Linked DNA regions of Canis lupus: region 2 is linked to region 1. Evidence: chromatin contacts called from public Hi-C data. All regions are on one chromosome and are shown on one strand. Each heading gives the region's core, a stretch centred on a gene start, on an enhancer-like site or on the middle of the called end of the contact. The rest is flanking DNA. Distances are from core to core; before and after follow the strand shown. Region 1 has its middle 12 kb from the start of KLRB1. Region 2 has its middle 58 kb from the start of CD69.

Evidence for each region. A called contact is a pair of places that touch in the nucleus more often than the background predicts.
Region 2: a contact with region 1 is called in a Hi-C map of blood, with 4 times the contacts expected there. The contact joins two enhancer-like sites. A contact is called at or near these places in 2 of 9 Hi-C or Micro-C datasets (both in blood).

What each region holds. Positions count from the first base shown.
Region 1 is chr27:9,799,321-9,802,220 of UU_Cfam_GSD_1.0, reverse strand. No RefSeq gene overlaps it. Among named protein-coding and RNA genes, the nearest start is that of KLRB1, 12 kb to the right of the region's middle. Within about 2 kb of position 1,375, at least 3 of the 20 cell types and tissues checked have an H3K27ac peak or open chromatin away from gene starts, as enhancers often do. A contact at or near this core is called in blood, where this site is marked.
Region 2 is chr27:9,890,295-9,893,576 of UU_Cfam_GSD_1.0, reverse strand. It overlaps the pseudogene LOC100684567. Among named protein-coding and RNA genes, the nearest start is that of CD69, 58 kb to the left of the region's middle. Within about 2 kb of position 1,401, at least 3 of the 20 cell types and tissues checked have an H3K27ac peak or open chromatin away from gene starts, as enhancers often do. A contact at or near this core is called in blood, where this site is marked.

The DNA of each region.
Region 1 (2,900 bases), core at 126-2,625:
CACTCAGCACAGAAAAGGAAGCTAAAAGGGACCTGATATTCTTATCAGAAAGAAAAGAATGCCCTCTGATATCTGATAAAGGAAAACTATGTTAGAGATACCATGACATAAAACTGACGCTGCAAACCAAGTCAAGGCAATTAAAAAGTGATCTTTAAGAAAGAAAATGACATGCATAAAATTAGTATTCCTGAAGACTAGCCCACAGTAGAAAGCAGCTAAGCATTAAAAGAAGAAGCCTTTCCTGAAATAAGACAACTAAATCAGAGCAAAGAATAAATAAAGCAGATTTTGGTAAAGTTTCTTATTTTTCAGTTTAAAGATAAAGCATGTTGCTTACAATGGGGAATTCCAACCATAGACTTTGTGGCATGTTGTGCCACTGTAGACTTTGCCACAACCACATCAACGGCTGGAAATAATAGAATGTCTGCACTGAGAAAAATATTGAGTGAGGCAAGTTCTTATACTCATGTAGTTCTCATGCAAGTTAAAACCAAAATATAACATTAGGATTTTATAGAATACAACATACACAACATATATGTTTCTAAAAACAAACTACTTGATGAATAAATAGATCCAGCTGACTAATAGATAGTTACAAATAAGGATCTCAGGAAAGATAAAGACTTTGTATGAAATAAAGAGAACTATAGATTCTTCACTAGGGTTAATGATTGTACTTAATAGAAAGTTTAAACTAAGTGCTGCATAACTATGATTAAACTGTGTATGATGAAGTAACAATGAAAGATACAAGAAAAGCAAGTGAATCACTGAACTCTACCTCAGAAACTAATAATATGTTAATTCTTTTATAACTTTTCTATTTAGAATTTGTCTTAAGCTATTTCTCTCAAGTGGAAAAAAGAAAAGAAAGAAAGGTAGGAACAAGGGGCAACAACCTAAGAAATCACCCTTAAAAGGATCTTACACTAGCCAGGAAGGAACCCTCCACCCTCAGGCACGTGAACAGCTATCTGATAGGTAGACGAACACGTGGACATTTGATTGGGTGACAGGCGCATGGACAATCAGATTAAAACATCCCCTAAAAGCCCCTAAACTTAGAAACTCAATGTTGTAGGACACCTAGGTGGCTCAGCGGCTGGGCGCCTGTCTTTTGGTTCAGGTCGTGATCCTGGGATCTCAGGATCCGGGATCGAGTCCCACATCAGGCTCCCTGCATGGCGCCTACTTCTCCCTCTGCCTATGTCTCTGCCTCTGTCTCTCACTCTGTGTCTTTCATGAATAAATAAATAAATCTTTAAAAAACGAAAACAAAAAACAACTCATGTTGTAACCTCTGGTACTGCCTTCCTCTTCCGGAGCTCTGAACTACGGCTGGATAAGTTTTGTTTTACTGTCCACCACTTTTCACCTGGTCTACTTCTTCATTTCTTGAAGCAGCAAACCGTGGCAGTAAAAGAAAAATCTTACAACATTAGAACTATGGCTAAACCACAACTGAAAGTATCATTAACTAAAAATATATGTGTAAATACAGGAAGTCTAAATGTGGCCAAATTCTTCCTCTGGCAAAGGTAGAAATTCACTTGCTGGACTTTTGATTAGAAAACAAATACAAAATTAAGAAAATTAAATTGTGAAAGTTACAGAGTGACATCAATATCATAACAACATAAGAAATTCCTCATCGTGTCTTCTGTTAACACTTAAAACTTGGCATTTATCCATGAACAAAAGTGCCTCTGTGGGAGCTTGTGTTATCCAGCACCATATCTCAAGAGACTCAGGAGAAGTCTCACTCACCTGTGAATTGGGTAATAGGCAGACAGATCCCCACACGGCTGTGGAACCAGTAGGATCATCCAGTCCCTTTTAGGGTGCCTGGAAAATGCTGACTTGGGCAGATATTCACAGACACAAGCACCTTTATACAAGTTCAGGCTACTGGAGGAAAAGTTCCAGCACTCCACCGGAGCACAAAAACAAACAAAAAACAAAAACCAGAAGAGTTTGGAAGCTTTGGGATGGGTAAGAGGAAATTTGCAAGAATCATTCCTCCCTGACAGTGGCACAGTTTAGAGAATGAGACCTGGGTTTCCTCCCACAAGGGAAAAATTAGAAGAGCAAGTGAGTGCCTGGCTTACCCAGTGTATAGGACACTGCTAGAGAAACTCTTCTCTCCCACACAACCTGGAGTATTAAGGCAAGAGTTCTGTGACTCAGGGAGGGGAGGAGATTGAGAGAGAGAGAGAGAGAGAATATTAGAGGGTGTTCCAGGAACACCAATCCTAATTTTCTTCTAGACTCCAGTAAAAGGTCTGGCGAAGACCTGCTAGGAAAAACTTCACCTGAGGATCAGCCCAGCTGGCCCATGGGCCCCCCCAGTGCCCTAATCGCCAAACTGACACCTCTCCCTCACCCCACCCACTTTGTGGCTGGCTCTTTGTGGGCCCGCCGCTGGGTGACAGCAAAAAGAAGCTAGATAGGAGAGTAAGTGCAGAACACAAAACCGGATTTGAGGCAAGACAGAACACAATCTTCAGCTGTAGCACCACCCTCAGGAATACATAGAGAGATTACCAAAGCCAACGTGCTCTGTTGCAAGGTGGAGAGAACTATACAAACTTAAGAATTATGCCAAAATAGGAAACAAGTATATCCATGTGAGGTCAGAGAAAGCCTCAAAATATGAGCAGGAGCAACAAAAAGTACCTCTCACTTGAAGGCAGCTAGTAATGATTGAAAGAAGTGACTGTGGCTTCAAATATGAAGTAATGCAAAATTCCAATTAATCAGATTCAGAAAACTTTAATTCTGTAACATAATGATGTGTTAATCACTGAACTATAGGGGCACTTGGGTTGCTCAGTGGTTGAGCATCTGCCTTCATTCAGCTCAGGGCGTGATCCCAGAATCCTGGGATCGAG
Region 2 (3,282 bases), core at 152-2,651, 91 kb before region 1:
CAAGGTCTTGGGATTCAGGCAGTGCTGCTGACTGTGCAGGTATTCTGGTTTGCATTCATCCGCTAAAAGGCATGGGATGGGGGTATTTCCTGCTCATATGATTCTAGGATAGAGTCTAGCAAGTGATTCTACGGTGGTCTCAGAATCATTTGTTTGGTAATCTTGCCTCAGATATTTTGGAAATGATCCCTTCTTACTTTCTTTCTCCTCTCATATTTGGAAATACATTCTTTTTTACATATATATCCAGGAGTTCTTGGATTATAGTGTTCAGGAGCAAGAAGCTACTGGCATCCACATGGCCAGCTGTAGGGTTTTCCCAGGGAGAAGTCTCTGTTAGATGAAGAAAATAGGCAGACCTATGAGGCTGACCTAAGCCACAATTTCATTAATCAGTTGACCTCCTTATGTCCCTACTCTGATCAGTATAATACAATGATGGTTTGAGTCTCTTGAAATTAGTGTTCATTCAGAGTCAATGTCCAATAACACTTCAAAAGTCTGATTGTTTCTCTTCCCTCAATGAAAGACTAATGGTCGTAGATCTCTTTGGGGAGTGGAAAAAAAATGAACTATATAATTTTTTTTTCTGTTTAATAGAGTTATTTCTCAAAGACTTGCCCCCCACTTTTAATTTAAAAGATTCTGGGTCTGGGACACCTGGGTGGCTCAGCAGTTGAGCATCTGCCTTTAGCTTAGGGTGTGATTCTGGAGTCCCAGGATCAAGTCCCGCATTAGGCTTCTTACAGGGACCCTGCTTCTCCCTCTGCCTATGTATCTGCCTATGTGTGTGTGTGTGTGTGTGTGTGTGTGTTTTTCTCATGAATAAATAAATAAAATCTTTAAAAAAAAAAAAGATTCTGCATCTGTAAAATAGCTCAAGTAAGCAAATTGAGCAGACATGACCTCTTACAGAATTCAGGTTAGACTTCTGGTCACTTGACCATCTACTTAAGTGAGGACATTACAGGTGCTTCAAGCAAAGTAAGGCTAACCTACTTGGATGGGAGTGGAAAGGCTACATTTACTGGCAAAAAGGATGCAATAGAATTTGGGGTTTCATGTCCCTAGCTCGATTAGAATCTTCCCATATGTCCTGATTCCAGTTTTCAAGATCTCAATCCTTCCCAGCCAGTGTCTTCACATTAACAGAAGACATTTTGCAATGCTTAAAAATCCAGAAATTCCCTCTCTTCAGTCCCTCACAATGCTGCAAATGTGGCCGAAAGTTTCATCTTTCGGCCAAATTCCCTAAAAAATGTCCAGCTATATCTAGGAACTTTCTACCTTGCCTCTTGACATTTTACCTGATAACAAAAACAAGCAGTGCCCACTCTCTCCAGCAGATGGAGCCATTAAACAAACGTGTCCTTAGGAAGACATCAGAAAACTTAGCTAACCCCTTTTCTGTATGGTCGGTCATCTGAGACATTGATAGCAACAGTTAACATCAGTAACTGACTTAACTACAGCTTACAGTTAAGAAAAGAAAAAAAATGCAATTAGTAGATACCATAAAAAAGCTTACGGAATGAGAGAAAATAATTAATTTTTATCTATTTTATAAAGCCCTGACCACAGAAGAGGCAAATTGATATGGAGGTGAGAGCATAAAAGCATGAGCTGACCTGTCTTCAGAGCTTAGTGAACTTGTGGTCTCTAGTGATACTTGGAATAACATGAGGGAGGTGAGCATGCACATCCTAGTGAGTGAGGGTGGGAGGGGACTGAGAGGAAGTTTTAAGATCCCTGCTGCCAGGCAAGCTGTTTACTGTCATCTCTGTAACGTAACCTGTACCAGAAACTGAAAGCTGAGATATATGAAGATTCACAATGAATCATTAGATCACTTTTTGCTCACCTCCACAATGCATCCAATTCCTTGGACAGCCCAATCAAATAGTTAAGTTAGCCTTAAAATTTGAAGAAGAGGAAAAAAAGCATGGAAACATATATGTAAATCAGTATTAACACATCTCACTTTTTAGTTTCCATTAACCAGAGAATCATACCACAGCACTCTAAATATAGAGGTGAACTATAAAACTGTCACAAAAACAAAAACTGTTTTTGATAAAAACAATGGCAACAGAACCAGGACAGTAAATCTGAACTATACCAGTTGTGGATGAAAGAAGAAAAAAAAAAAAAAGATCCAGTTACTATGAGATCAACAGGAATACTAAAAATTGGATGTTTCTGTGAAAAAAAAATGGCTACAGAGATATGATTTAGAAATCAATTTCATCAGAATGCTTAGAAGTTGAAATGAATAGGATCTCTGATGTAAATCGAACAAATAGAAGGTAACCATGCAAAATAATCCCAAATTTGCTTTAAACAGTTCACTCTCTTGAGCCTTCAATTTGAGTACTAAAAAGTCACCACTTAAATAGTATGTACTACTTATTGAGCATAGTTTTAAGGTGTTTTAAGAATTTTAAATATATATGAACCTTACCAAAAAGCTCCTAGGTAAGGGCTCCAGGAGTGGCTCAGTTGGTTAAGCATCTGACTCTTGATTTTGGTTCAGGTCAGGATCTCAGGGTTATGGGACCATGCCCCAAGGCTCCACACTCAGGCTCCACACTCAGTGGGGAGTCAGCTTGAGATTCTCTCTCCCCCTCCCCCTGTCCTTCTCCTACTGACCCTCTCTCAAATAAACAAATAAATCTCTTTTTTTTAAGCTGCTAGGTAGACACTGCTATGATTCTCATTTTAAAGATGAAGAAATTGGCAGAATTTCCAGAACACTTGGTGAGACGCGGAGGAGCAGCGGCTGCCCGAGCTGCGCCCAGCAACGTGCTCCTTCCCTCTCCTCCACACCGGCCTTGGCCCTCTCACTGGCTGTAGAAAATGGTGAAAGAAACCACTTACTGGGATCCCTGGGTGGCACAGCGGTTTAGCGCCTGCCTTTGGCCCAGGGAGCCGGTGCATGGAGCCTGCATGGAGCCTGCTTCTCCCTCTGCCTGTGTCTCTGCCTCTCTCTCTCTCTCTCTCTCTCTCTCTCTCTCTCTGTGTGTGTGTGTGTGACTATGATAAATAAATTTTTTAAAAAAGTAAAAAAAAAAGAAAAAGAAAAAGAAAAAGAAACCACTTACTATGATGTTTTGGGAGTCAAACCCAATACCACCCAGGAGGAATTGAAAAAGGCTTACAGGAAACTGGCCTTGAAGTACCACCCTGATAATCCAAATGAAGGAGAGAAGTTTAAACAGATTTCTCAAGATTATGAAGTGCTCTCTGATACAAAGAAAAGGGAATTACATGACAAAGGAGGAG